Linked DNA regions of Triticum aestivum: region 1 is linked to region 2. A link is a contact called in public Hi-C data. All regions are on one chromosome and are shown on one strand. Each heading gives the region's core, a stretch centred on a gene start, on an enhancer-like site or on the middle of the called end of the contact. The rest is flanking DNA. Distances are from core to core; before and after follow the strand shown.

The links. Hi-C and Micro-C count contacts between places; a contact is called where the count stands out from the background.
Region 1: a contact with region 2 is called in a Hi-C map of leaf, with 5 times the contacts expected there. The contact joins the promoter of LOC123152403 here to the enhancer-like site in region 2. A contact is called at or near these places in 3 of 5 Hi-C or Micro-C datasets (leaf and an unstated tissue).

What each region holds. Positions count from the first base shown.
Region 1 is chr7A:585,242,006-585,249,035 of IWGSC CS RefSeq v2.1, forward strand. LOC123152403 reads left to right here and starts at 2,861. Exons shown (of 1, transcript XM_044571964.1): 1 at 2,861-4,519. The coding sequence starts at 3,669. The coding sequence ends at 4,289.
Region 2 is chr7A:585,085,295-585,092,497 of IWGSC CS RefSeq v2.1, forward strand. No RefSeq gene overlaps it. Among protein-coding and RNA genes, the nearest start is that of LOC123153531, 51 kb to the left of the region's middle. Within about 2 kb of position 4,482, at least 2 of the 8 cell types and tissues checked have an H3K27ac peak or open chromatin away from gene starts, as enhancers often do.

The DNA of each region.
Region 1 (7,030 bases), core at 1,611-4,110, 160 kb after region 2:
GTCAAGGCGCTCCTGGGGCAGCGCCGGGGGAACTTCGCTGCGACCGGGTCCAAGTGTGCGCTGCGGTTCCCCGCCAAGGCTGACAACGCCATCTGGGCCGACGCCGAGGACGACCTCGACCCTGCCCCCACCAGCACCCTAGCGAGAGACATGCTCGAGGAGTTCGAGAAGGAGGTAGGGGCGGCAGCAGCATCCAAAACCTCGCCGGATCTGGCAGCGACGGCGGGTTCCTCGCCAGGAGATGGAGGGGCGGGTGCTCTTCGGCCCCGCGGCGCTGGCGGCTGCCTCACCGGGAAGATGGAGGGGCAGGCGCTCTTCGAATCCTGCGGCTCCGGCGGCCAGTGGCTGCCTCGCCGGCCGTATCGAGCGACGGTGCGGGCTCGAGAGCAGAGGTACGTGACAGCAGGTGGACTTCTTTTTTTCTTGATTGAGATTGTGGATTTAGGGGGAAAAATAAGCATATTTGTTAGACTGACATGCAGGCCCCACCTGTAATAACAGTCAACTTAATAGTTAAAATAAACGGAGTTGACTTTGTAGCCACGTCGACTATGACGGATAGGTCATGCATGTCATAAACCTGTTTAAATCGTCTAAACTGGTCATTTTCCAAAAAGGGTACTTTTTAGTCACAAAATTAAAAAAATACTAGTTTTCGATCAGTTTTTAAAAAGTGGTATTTCTGTGGGACGGTAGTCCATAAAGTGGTAGTTTTTTGTCAATCATTCATTAACACCAAGTTGCTCGATCGGAAACGTCGTGGATACAAACCAACCCCCGAGAGTTTAAATGCGGGAGATGAGAAGGTTCGCAGCAGGCCGTCGTCCCGTCCCTGGATTGGATGGTGGATCCATCCATCGATCATGCCATGCATGATCATGATCCGACCCATCCAGCCGGCTTCCCTGTACACAAATAGCCAGGCCTCTCGAGCTTGTGCTAGCTAAAAAAACGAGACGGGGACCGAAAGGATGGCGACGGTGGAGGCAACGACGCCGAAGCGGACGATCCCACACGTTTGGTTTCAACTCGTGGCGACACGACCTGGAAAGGAAAGGAGACGGTCGGGGCCCCGGACCGGTCACCACGCAGGCACGCACGCACAGTGCCGCCACCGCACTGTTTCTGTCCCCAATTAATTACGTGACCAAGCAAAGGTACGGTAGTAATATACGTTGGAGTAGTATCGAGCCGGCCGGCCGGCCGTCTCACGTACGATCTCGGCGATCCGGCCGGCGCGGCCGCCGGCCCCGTCACGTCACCGGTCCGGGCTGGTGCTGGTGGTGGAACAGCCGTACAGGTGCGTGACGCGGGTCGGCCGGCACCCGGCCGCGCCATTTGCAGCCGTCGCCGTCTGTCCCGGGCCGCCCGAGCAACAGCAGCAAATAAAAAGAAGGCTCGCTCGCACGCCCACCTCACCTGACGTTCGAGAAGAGTCGCCGCGCGCGCGCGCGCGCGGAGTCCGTCTTGCCGGTGCCAGGTCCGGGCGGCGACCCTTCCGCGAGCGCGCGCGCGTACGTTTCGTGCGCGATCGCTGTGGCATACTGATGAGACGCCGACGGCGAAAACCAACCAGCTGACACGAGCGCGCGCACTGGGACGCACGCATGCCCGCACGCTAACTCGTTTCCGTGGAAAATCCCCGCGGCACCTCCTTTTCGCATGGGCCCGTGACATTGTAGCTAGTAGTAGTAAGTAACATTTGCCAATGTCATCTTAGCCAAACTGTGATATCCTCGGTGTGTACAGAGCTGGGAGCGCGGCGTCTGATAATATACAGCAATACCTATCGATATCTATCTATCTACTCTACTCTACTCTCTGTGTGCGTCGTCCACCCATGGCCATGGGTCAACCAACCTGCACGCTAGCTCCTTCTCTTTTCAGCGCCTCCGATCCCGCGTTTACTTACCAACTGCCCGCGGGGTCAGCTTTATTTCCAAAAGATGTATGTATGTGTGCGCGCGCTAACCACCACGCAGTCAAGCAAGACAAACATAGTGGAACATCTTTCTCTTCCACAAGATCATATCTATAAAAGTCCACCGGAAGTCCAGTAGTATCTCAAACATAATAAAATATTAATTATATCGAGATTTTAAGAGCATTGAACGACCACTACTGCCGCCAGAATGAGCCGTCGACGCGCCGCTGTCGCTGCTCCTCACTCCTCTACCGGAGACAGCTTGACCATGTTGATGACAGCCGAGAAATTTTTGTGCACGCGCCCCTAAGGACCAACGCCGTTGAACCCTTGTATAGATCTGAAGTATCTGACGCCAAATCTTGCCACGTGACGAGAAACTCTAACCTCACTCTCCATGGAGACAACAGACATCTACGCCGAAGCTCCGTCAACTATGTCAGGACGAACGATGTCAAGGAGGATCGTAGCCCGGAAGACTAACTCTTGGGATTTTATTGGGTCGTGCACTTGTGTTGATGAAGTGAAGTTTCGTGCGTGCCTTGCGGGTATCTATATCGGTATCAGCTTCAATAAGCCAATTATTTTAGAATCTGATAGCTCATCTGCGGTTTCCTATCTTGCGGATGAAATTCTAGACAAGTTCCCACTTGTTGATCTTAAAAGAGAAGTGCTTGGCATTGAGAAGCTCACAAGAAACCTCAAGATCTTGAAGATCAATTGGCAGGCAAATATGGCGGCCCATAAGATTGCTAAGTTTAGTTTCGATTGCTAAGTTTAGTTTCGATAATAGGTCGGACAACTTTCATTTTAATAGTGTTCCGCCCTGCATGGCGTATGCTGCAATGAGCGATTGTACGAGCATTTTAAGTTGGTTAATATATGGGGTTTTTTAAGAAAAAGAAACGCCGTCACCCGCCTGTGTGCCGCACCTGCAAGGAATAAAAATCTCTAATCTAAAGTACTAACCGAAGAGAAGGCACCTGGATTCTCTTCCCCGCCACCGGCCGTCGGAGCGGCAGGCGAAGGGTTTGTGAATCCACAAGCTCATCGGTGAAACCTGCGGCGTATAATTAACATGTTCCCCCTCGTCCAGACCCATCGCAAGGAAAGCGAAAACCTAGATTTGCTTTATCGGGTATCAAACGGGAACTCCGAGCAAATAAAACACATTTCAAAAGAAGTCTGGAGGAAAGAGATTGTCATAGCCGCCTAGTATTAGAAACATAGTGGATCATAGCAGCCTAGGTTTTTGTTTGTACTCTAAAAAAAATCGACGAGATAAAAAAAATGAGCTAGTAGCATGCGTACGTCGCAAAGTTGCAAGACAATACAATCACCCACACAACAACCCAAGAGAAATCCACACGGCGATCGATGGGCAGACGATGAGATACATGCCAGTACAAGGCTAGGCGGCCGACACCCGATTTAAACTACACATTCTCCCCTCCCGCCGGTGACATCATATCCTTCAAATTTCAAGCCAGCCTTTGGAGATTGGTTTCGTCTTCCTCCTCACCGTCGCCATCACCATCGGCAACCTTTGCAACAAGCCACCCCCTTCCTCCAGCCATATATACCTCCACGCCTCCTCCTCGCCCTTCTCATCTCCTCATCGATCATTCCTAGCAAGCTCGCCCTCTCTCGAGAAAACAGAAGGCTCTCCTCTCTCTCTCACGGAAAACAGAAGGCTCTCCGGCTCTACTCCCCCGAGCTCTACACCCCGGCCTCTGCATCTCTAATGGGGGAGCACGCGTACGACCACAGCAGCAGCAGCGGGGGCGGCATGAGCCCGTCGACGCCGCCGGTGCAGCAGCGCAGGGGCCTCTCCCGCCACGCGACGGCGCCCAGGGCCACCACAACGCGGCCGGCGATAAGGATCATCCACATCATCGCGCCGGAGATCATCAAGACCGACGTCGACAACTTCCGGGACCTCGTGCAGCGCCTCACCGGGAGGCAGCACCACCAGCCGGCCGACGTCACGGCGAACGACCGCGCGGCAGTGACGGTGGGCGTGGCGACCACGCCGCCGTCGCCCGTAGAGGAGAAGCCGCAGCCGCAGAAGAAGAGGCTGGCACCAGCGCCGGCGCTGGCGGACGATTTCGTGGCGCAGCAGGAGAACAAGAGGAGGAAGAAGATCAAGTGCGAGGTGGTGAAGGTGGAGGAAGGAGGGTTGGGCTACGGCGGCGGCGACCTCGACTTCAGCGAGCTGTGGATGGATCTCAACCCCGGGGGCTTCCTGAGCTTCTTGGAGGAGGACGTGTTCCAGGGGATGATGGCTCCTGACCTGCTGCAGCAGCCGCTGGGGGCGCCGAGGATGGATTTAGTTGGTGAAATGTGCGCCTCCTTTCTGGCTTAGTTAGTTAGCCAGAGCTGTTCTTGTGATCTTTATCTTGTTTTTGTGAGAATTTTTTGCACTTTGGTTGAGAGAAATGGATTCTTTTCTCTCTTTCACTAGATGAACATATTTACAGTGGTCTTGAAAGAACTTGCGCCCATGGTTGCAAATACTAGTAGTGATTATGTAAGCCTCCCTGGTGGGATGATGATCAATGATCATCCAAGGAATATGATCGGTTTGGGTGCCTACATTTGTTTTCGGTCTCGATCAGAAATGTAAATAATTGTTCCATCTTGAAAATGCCATGTGGAGAACAAACAGAACAGTGATGGTTTCAAAACTCCATCGATACCGGTGCACTTCTATTTTCAAACTGTAGTTGCGCTTGCACTTGATCATCATTCCAAGTAGTTTTTGGAAGGAAAATCATACTCAATCTGAATAACATTTTTCTCTTTTTGCACAAGATGGAGCCCCATGATTCCATCAATTCAGTAGCTGCACCAGACAAAGGATGCTCTGCTAAGTGGTGTCTGTTTTTCTCTTTACTAGTTGCAAAATGATGTGGACAATCAGGTGTGTGTATGTGACTATGAAAAGCTGCGTAATACCTTGATGGGAATAATTATATTTTTGTACCACCATTCTTCTAGGTGAAGTCTTTAATAGTCCGGTTGTGTGTTGTCATTAGCAATATGCAGCGGTGTAAGCACGCTGGCAGAAAACGATGCTTGCGGTATGCTAATCCGTAGGTAACTTGTTAGCAAATACTTGCTTGTTCTGGCATCTTAAACAAGATCCAGTGGTTCTTTTTTAACAATTGGAATAATCACACATAATAGTACTACTGATCTAAGATGTGGTACTTCTGTACTTCAGAATAGATAGCCGTACCAAAGGGTAGCTTATAAATTCAGACAAAGCTATGGATGCTCAAATTTAGTTGACTATTAGCTTTTATTCAGCCAACTCCTTGTCAATCAATGGCCAAAGACTCCAGGAAATATCCAGTACTCATCTACCATGCATCTTATCCCAATGATAAAAATCCTAGGATATTATGTGCAATGAGCAACCTTTGATCTCACTTTCAGCCCTTAAATGCATGGAAGAAGTTTCTCTATATGCGTTAACTAGATCAGTGCCCACCTGAGCCCTCTCAAAGTCTATCACTAGTCACCTTAGCTTCTTTGTCACTCTCATGTCTTCAATTCCTTGATCTCTAGGAGAAAATTCAATTCTGGATTCATGCACCGTAGGCGTGCCCCTCCATCTACACTAAGAACATCATACATGTTTTCCCTGGGTTTCTAAGTGCTTTGTATGTAGGCAAAACAGGCAAGAACGAAACCGCTGAATATTGGCGTTTGCTCCGGTACGGCACTCAATCATTGTTCGACGCTAGTACCCGTAAAGAAAAATTGTGACTACCTGATAAAACATGTTGGACCCATGAAATAATGGAGGATTGTGCTTTGTATCTACCCTGTTATCCATGTCTCCCCAAGATGCTGGATATCCAACTCAATCCCAGCGGCCTCTCGGAAAATCCAAATGCCCAATGAGAGTATCTGGCACATCAACCATATTGTGTCCAAGAAAGAACTTTTGGGTGGTGGCCTTTTGTTGTTCCCATAGCACAGTTGTCACCACCCAACTGCTACCAAACGTTAAGGTCGGCTAGAAAATTGAGCTAGTGGCTCTTTTTTTGGCAGCTTTCAGAAGTCAAATGGAAAGGTTGTGAAATATCAGTTATCCCCATTGACAAGGGTAGACTTTTCCCTGTGGTTGCTTAATTAGCATTTTGAGAGCGGTTGTTCCCAAACAATGGTAGGGATGTGCTAGAGGCCTTGCCACGTTAGTTACTGGTAGTATTCAATAACAGTTGCACATGGAATGCCCCATTATATGTTCTTATCTGCGTTCGGTCTCTTATTTGATGGCCTTTTCTTCTCTGGCTTTTGGGTTTTTGTTAATGAAAATACGACCGGAATGAGTATGTATAAAGGATTTACAAAGGAATGAAGCATGAAACCTCGCTTCTGAGCAAGCAACTACTATATATGAGATAAAAAGCGCAAAAAGAAAACTACGAAATTAAAAAACTGTGGAAACAATAAGTTGATAGCCAACTACCCATCTAGGCAAGATGCAAGCTAAGAGAAGAAAAATCCTGTGCTGAGAAACTAGTTGATTAGCACGACGACATTTGAGTCGAGAGCTCTCTGATTAACTAACTAACTAGTTGGAAGCTACTACTAATTGGACCATTAGATAGAGGCAGCACCCATCAAAGTTGCTCACCCTTTGAGGCTGCCCCAACGGCCAACCACAGCATGGTGTGTCCTCATCAACTGTGTTAATCGAGAGAGACGCGCTGATAAACAATAGCTGGGGCTGATAGGCACTCCGTTTCTTATTGCCAACGTCCTGTGTTATCGGTTGGATCCACGTCCATGAATGAGATCTTTCTAGCGTAAACAAGAGAGCGCCAATTATTCAAACCCCCTCGTGCCCTGGACCTCGAGGTTGTGATGTCACAAGGTGGGCATCAGCGGGCTGGGTAATTAAGTGATGTTGCGCTGATTAAACTGCTTACTGCGTCGCTAATCTCCTCTCCAAACTTGTGGGTATGGTAGAAACAGTAATAAGTAACTACATGGAAAGGAATAGGGGTAGCTATATGTAGAATAGAATTGTGTCATCTACTGACTACTTCATCATCTTGTTTTGCTCATCAGTTTCTCCGCACTGGAGAA
Region 2 (7,203 bases), core at 3,232-5,731:
TTGAACATAGAGCCTATCACACCCGATCATCACGTGGTGTCTCAGCACGAAGAACTTTCGCAACAATGCATACTCAGGGAGAACACTTCTTGATAATTTAGTGAGAGATCATCTTATAATGCTACCGTCAATCAAAGCAAGATAAGATGCATAAAAGATAAACATCACATGCAATCAATATAAGTGATATGATATGGCCATCATCATCTTGTGCTTGTGATCTCCATCTCCGAAGCACCGTCATGATCACCATCGTCACCGGCGCGACACCTTGATCTCTATCGTAGCATCATGTCTTGACCATATCACATCACAACATGCCCTGCAAAAACAAGTTAGACGTCCTCTACTTTGTTGTTGCATGTTTTATTTGGCTGCTACGGGCTTAAGCAAGAACCAATCTTACCTACGCATCAAAACCACAACGATAGTTTGTCTAGTTGGTGCTGTTTTAACCTTCGCAAGGACCGGGCGTCGCCACACTCAGTTCAACTAAAGCTGGAGAAACTGTCACCCGCAAGCCACCTATGTGCAAAGCACGTCGGGAGAACCGGTCTCGCGTAAGCGTACGCGTAATGTCGGTCCGGGCCGCTTCGTCCAACAATACCGCCGAACCAAAGTATGACATGCTGGTAAGCAGTATGACTTATATCGCCCACAAGTCACTTGTGTTCTACTCGTGCATATATCATCAACATATAAAACCTGGCTCGGATGCCACTGTAGGGTTTCGTAGTAATTTCAAAAAAATTCCTACGCTCACGCAAGATCATAGTGATGCATAGCAACGAGAGGGGAGAGTATGATCTACGTACCCTTGTAGATCAACAACGGAAGCGTTTGGTTGATGTAGTCGTACGTCTTCACGGCCTGACCGATCAAGCACCGAAACTACGGCACCTCCGAGTTCTAGCACACGTTCAGCTCGATGACGATCCCCGGACTCCGATCCAGCAAAGTGTCGGGGAAGAGTTCTGTCAGCACGACGGCGTGGTGACGATCTTGATGTACTACTGCAGCAGGGCTTCGCCTAAGCACCGCTACAATATTATCGAGGACTATGGTGGAAGGGGGCACCGCACACGGCTAAGAATATGATCACGTGGATCAACTTGTGTTTCTCTGGGGTGCCCCTGCCTCCGTATATAAAGGCTCAAGGGGGGGTGCGGCCGGCATAGGAGAGGTGCGCCAGGAGGAGTCCTACTCCCTCTGGGAGTAGGATCCCCCCCCAATCCTAGTTGGAATAGGATTCGTGGAGGGGGGAAAGAGAGAGGGGGGCCGGCCCCCTCTCCTTGTCCTATTCGGACCAAGGGAGGGGTGGGGCGCGCGGCCCATCTTGGGCTGCTCCTTCTCTTTTCCACTAAGGCCCACTTAGGCCCATATAGCTCCCGGGGGGTTCCGGTAACCTCCCGGTACTCCGGTAAAATCCCGATTTCACCCGGAACACTTCCGATATCCAAAAATAGGCTTCCAATATATCAATCTTTATGTCTCGACCATTTCGAGACTCCTCGTCATGTCCGTGATCACATCCGGGACTCCGAACAACCTTCGGTACATCAAAATGCATAAACTCATAACACAACTGTCATCGTAACCTTAAGGCTGCGGACCCTACGGGTTCGAGAACAATGTAGACATGACCGAGACACGTATTCGGTCAATAAACAATAGCGGAACCTGGATGCTCATATTGGCTCCTACATATTCTACGAAGATCTTTTATCGGTCAGACCGCATAACAACATACGTTGTTCCCTTTGTCATCGGTATGTTACTTGCCCGAGATTCAATCGTCGGTATCCCATACCTAGTTCAATCTCGTTACCGGCAAGTCTCTTTACTCGTTCTGTAATACATCATCCCACAACTAACTCATTAGTTGCAATGCTTGCAAGGCTTAAGTGATGTGCATTACCGAGAGGGCCCAGAGATACCTCTCCGACAATTGGAGTGACAAATCCTAATCTCGAAATACGCCAACCCAACATGTACCTTTGGAGACACCTGTAGAGCTCCTTTATAATCACCCAGTTACGTTGTGACGTTTGGTAGCACACAAAGTGTTCCTCTGGCAAACGGGAGTTGCATAATCTCATAGTCATAGGAACATGTATAAGTCATGAAGAAAGCAATAGCAACATACTAAACGATCGGGTGCTAAGCTAATGGGATGGGTCATGTCAATCAGATCATTCAACTAATGATGTGATCCTGTTAATCAGATGACAACTCTTTGTCCATGGATAGGAAAAATAACCATCTTTGATTAACAAGCTAGTCTAGTAGAGGCATACTAGTGACACTCTGTTTGTCTATGTATTCACACATGTATTATGTTCCCGGTTAATACAATTCTAGCATGAATAATAAACTTTTATCATGATATAAGGAAATAAATAATAACTTTATTAGTGCCTCTAGGGCATATTTCCTTCAATCTCCTCTCATTAAATTTGATTTGATTGATTTGGAAATATTTAAACGACAGTAAAACTCCAAATAATATCATATTTCAATTGGAACTCCAAAATCCAAACAAACTCCATATGAAATATTCATCCACCACATTTGAGAAAGTCATCTTATTCTCACTCCAAAAATGTGATTGTGGTTTCCAATATTTCAAAAAAGAGTCAAACAAAAATTAAAGCCCTTTGATTTTCTTGAATAAACTTCCTCAGCCATAGTTTTATTTATTGGACAAAATGTTACCCAACTTTTATAACATGATTAGAAACATTTTAAACAAGAACTCAAAATGTTTTAATTCTCGTGAAAATAAAATAATTTCATACAATCCATCACACAACAATCAAACAAAAAATCATATTTATTTATTTAATATAACATTCCCAAATATAGAATTTTGGGATGTTACAATAAGTCATTTTAGAGATTTCAATATGGACTACATACGAAGGAAAATGGGTGAATCTATACTCTAAAATATGTTTATATACATCTGTATGTAGTCCTTATTGAAATATCTAAAATGGCTTATATTTTGAAACGGAGGGAGTATATGAAAAATGTATACAAAAAAATACAGTATGTGTGAAAAAGTTGATTATTTACTAAAATATGTTAATCAAAGCATTTTATAAAATGTTAATCTTGTATTCAAAAAATTTAATCAAGAATTTGAAAAATGTTAACTGTGTATAGAAAAATGTTGAACACGTATTAAAAAATGGTAACCTTGTATTTAGAAATTATAATCAAGCATTTTAAGAATGTTAAATGTGTCTAAAAAATGGTCACGCGTATTAAAAAAATGTTAATCATGTATTTCCAAAATATTAATCAGTCATTTAAAAAAATGTTAAACATGTACAAAAAAGTTGTTGACATGTCTTTGTAAAATTTTAATCTTATATATGGAAAATGTTAAACCGGTATTACAAATATGTATTAGATATATACCAAAAATGTACAAAGTGTATAGAAAAAATAGACATGAAAATTATAAGTGTTCCAAAAAATAACCATGTATTTTAAAAATATATATTAAATGTGTATATAAAAAAGGTTTCTGATATATACAAAAATATTGAATGTGTACTGAAGAAGTTGACATGCGTGGAAACCACAGAAAATTTACAAAAGCAAATGAAACCAAGAAATGCAATAGGAAAACCAAAGAAACCCCAAACAATGAAAACCAGAGATGCCCAAAGAAAAAGAATGGAACAGAAAATCTGAGAAAGAAACAAAAAGATGAAGAAGCCCTATGAAACCAAGAGAGAAATATATAAAAATTGAAGGAAGAAAAGAAACTAAAAATAAAAACAATGAAAACCAATAAAATAAGAAAACAAACAGTGAAAACCGAATGAAAAAGAAGAAAAATCAGAGAAATAACAAAGAAGGTGAAACTAAAAAACCAACGAAGAAACAAATAGAAACAAAAGGAAACATAAAAAACAAAAAATGGACCAAACTTTCTCATCATCAGAGGAAAAAAGGGGCCAAAAACGGTCATGTGCAGCGTCCAATACAATGCCAGCGTGCGTTAGAAAAAGGAGGGAAATTTGTTTTTGCCACTCTTGTTTTTGCCAATTTTTCTTATGCCACTCTAGATTTTAGACATTTCACATTTGTGAGTCTTATCTTTTGACAATTATAACAATTGCCATTCTGTGGCAAAAGCAAATAATTTTGTTTCAGTTTTGCTACTCTTAGCTTTTGACAATTATCACAATGGTCATTCCGTGGCAAAAGCAAAATAATTTTGTTCAGTTTTGCCACTCTTAACTTTTGACAATGTATCACAATTGACATTCCTGGCAATTGTGATAATTGCCAAAAGCTAAGAGTGGCAGAAGTGAAATGTCAAAAGCTAGAGTGGCATAAGGAAAATAGGCAAAAGTTAGAGCGGCAAAAACAAAAAATTACCGATAATAAAAACAAACGGGCCGGCCCAGCTACAACAGGGCGAACCAAAGTTTTAGGCCAGACGGTACTATCCCTCGCTACAAGCAAGATATAGGGCGTGTTTGGATGCAGTCCTGGGACATATTCACCTGGCCTGAGACCTGCCTGGACATTGTTTGGTTGCCAACCTGAAATCTCAGAGGCGTCCCTGGCCTGGAGGTCACAGGCAGCTTGTTTAGCCTGGCCAGTTCACAGGCAGCTTGTTTAGCCTGGCCCAGGCCGACGGAGTCGGACGCCTGGCTTCCAGGCATGCACAATTTTCAGCTACTCAAGTACATGCATGCTGTATGACCTGTCCAATCAAGCTGCCACCTGTTTTTTTAATGCTTAACTATTTGTCCCAGGCCAGTGTTCCAACCAAACATCACATGCACAGGCGTGCCTGGCCAGGCAATTTTTCTCTCTTTCCCAGGCCAACACCAGGCTTTACTTTTTACCAGGCACGGTGGCCAGGACTTGAACCAAACACGCCCATAATACCTCCGGTCTTCCTTGACTCGAGACAGTAACACAGCTCGCCTCAAGCAACCACCAGAATGGGTCGGCCAGTGCGGACCACAGGCCTTCAACGCTCTTTTTCATATATATACTTTTCACATTTTTGCTTTCATTTTTTGCTATAATGTTTTTATCTTTCTTATTTTCTAACTATCCTAAAAATATCTATAATGGAAATAACTTTGGCATTTAATTTGGAGAATGTTAAGCGTGTGTAGAAAAATGTTTGTGATCTCTAAGAAAATTGTACAATGTGTATGAAAAAAATAGACATCAAAACATAAATCTTGAAAAAAATTAATCATGTATTTGAAAATGCCAATCGTGTATATAAAATTGTTTCATATGTATACAAAAAATGTACAATGTGTATGGAGAAAGGTAGACATCAAAAAATATATGTTTTAAAAATATTAATCTTGTATTTGAAATATTTTCAATGTGTACATAAAAATATTCCTGATGTATACAAAATACGTAAAATATGTATGGAAAAATAGTCATAAAGAAATAGAAGTTTTTATAAATGTTAATGATGTATATGCACAAATGTTAAATGTTTATATAAATACTTTTACTGGTGTATATGGAAAATTTAGAATGTGTATTGAAAAAATTTGACATCAAAAATATTAGTCATGTATTTGAAAAGGTGTTCAACGTCTACACAAAAAATGCTTATACAAGGCAATAAACAGTTTGCGTAGGATAAAAAAGGCTTATTTGCAGTAAAAATATGTACATGAACTTTAAAGAAATATTCACGTGCTTCCTAAAAATGGCCATGAAATTTCTAAAAATGTTTATACAATGCTAACAGAAAAAATTGTGTTGTTTAAAAAATGTTTATTTCCATTAAAAACTCAATGTGTATTAGAAAAATATTGAGCATGTATTCGTAAATGTTTTCAACACAATATATTAAGAAAATGTACATGATGTATTTGAAGAATGTAAAACATGTATCAAAAATATGTTTCACGTGTACGCTAAAAAAGTATTTTGTGTAGTAAAATAATTAGACATCTGTTAAAAAGGAAAACTAATGAAAACTGATAGAAAAACAAAAAAGAAAACCAAAGAAAGAAAAAAAGCCGATGAAAACCAAGAAAGAAACAAAGAAATCAGTACAAAAAAAGAAAAAAAATGAAAACCCAGAAAGAAAAGAAGAAACCCGGTGGAGAAACAAATAAAACAAAAAAAACCCTAAAAAACACGAAAAATGGACCAGCCCAGTAGGCAAACGTGAAGGGTGGGGGAGGGGGTCGTTCAGGCAAGACGGGCGCCATACTCTCTAGAAGCGAGATATAGTCTTCGCACAGGGAAATCGTCCCGTAGACTACATGCAAACTGCTACAGTATGGGCGGGTTTATTGATCAATGATCATGGGTGATTAGTATATGCAGATTTGCCTTTGAAGGCCCAGCCTCCTCCTACACTGAGGCCCAGAATGTTGCCGAGTTTTGACATTCTCTTGATCAGAGTCGCAACATGTGGCTCGAACGATGGTATGACCCAATATGTACCCAATATTCATTTCTCGATAAATAAAGCTTGGAAAATTCTCAAGAAGAAACACGGGTTATGCTAAAAAGAAGTACGGACGGACGGCTGTGTGAGGAATCACGCTGTAACTGGGCTAGCCGGCTAGCTCACCAGTGTAGTTTGGTACTTGAGACTTGAGAGGCCAGCATTAGAGCAACTCTTTTTTTTTTGACCTGAGCATTAGAGCAACTCTAGTAGACCCCGCAAAATCTCAACCTGTAAAACGTGTTTGCAGTTTGACGAATATCCCGTCTGCGAGTCGAGAATGAGCACGGCTGAACATCTTCAACATCTGCACGGCTGGCTTCCGTGTCATCCTGATAGTAATCATTGTCAATAAGATGTATAAAAAATTAGCCAAGGCAGTCAAGTTCTACCCCCGACTCATCATCATCATCATCATCATCATCATTGTCGTCCAAGTTAAGTAACTCGGAGGGGTTGGTTTTCTTTTTGGCAGGTTTTTTGATAGCCTTGCTCTTTGTCCGGGTCTTCTTGGCCGGCTTGTCTTGCAACTTCTTATTCTAAAAAGGAGAATCGGCCTATGAAAGTCAAGCGGTTATAAGAAGACAGTTTAAGTAGAAATATGATTCAGCTGAAAAATGTTTTACAAACTTACAACTGGTGGCTGGTTGAGGGTGTAGAACGGGTTCAGTGTGGCTTTGCTGCAATCTGTCAAGCTCTCATTCAGTAGAGTCTTGGTCATATTATTGATGTCTTCA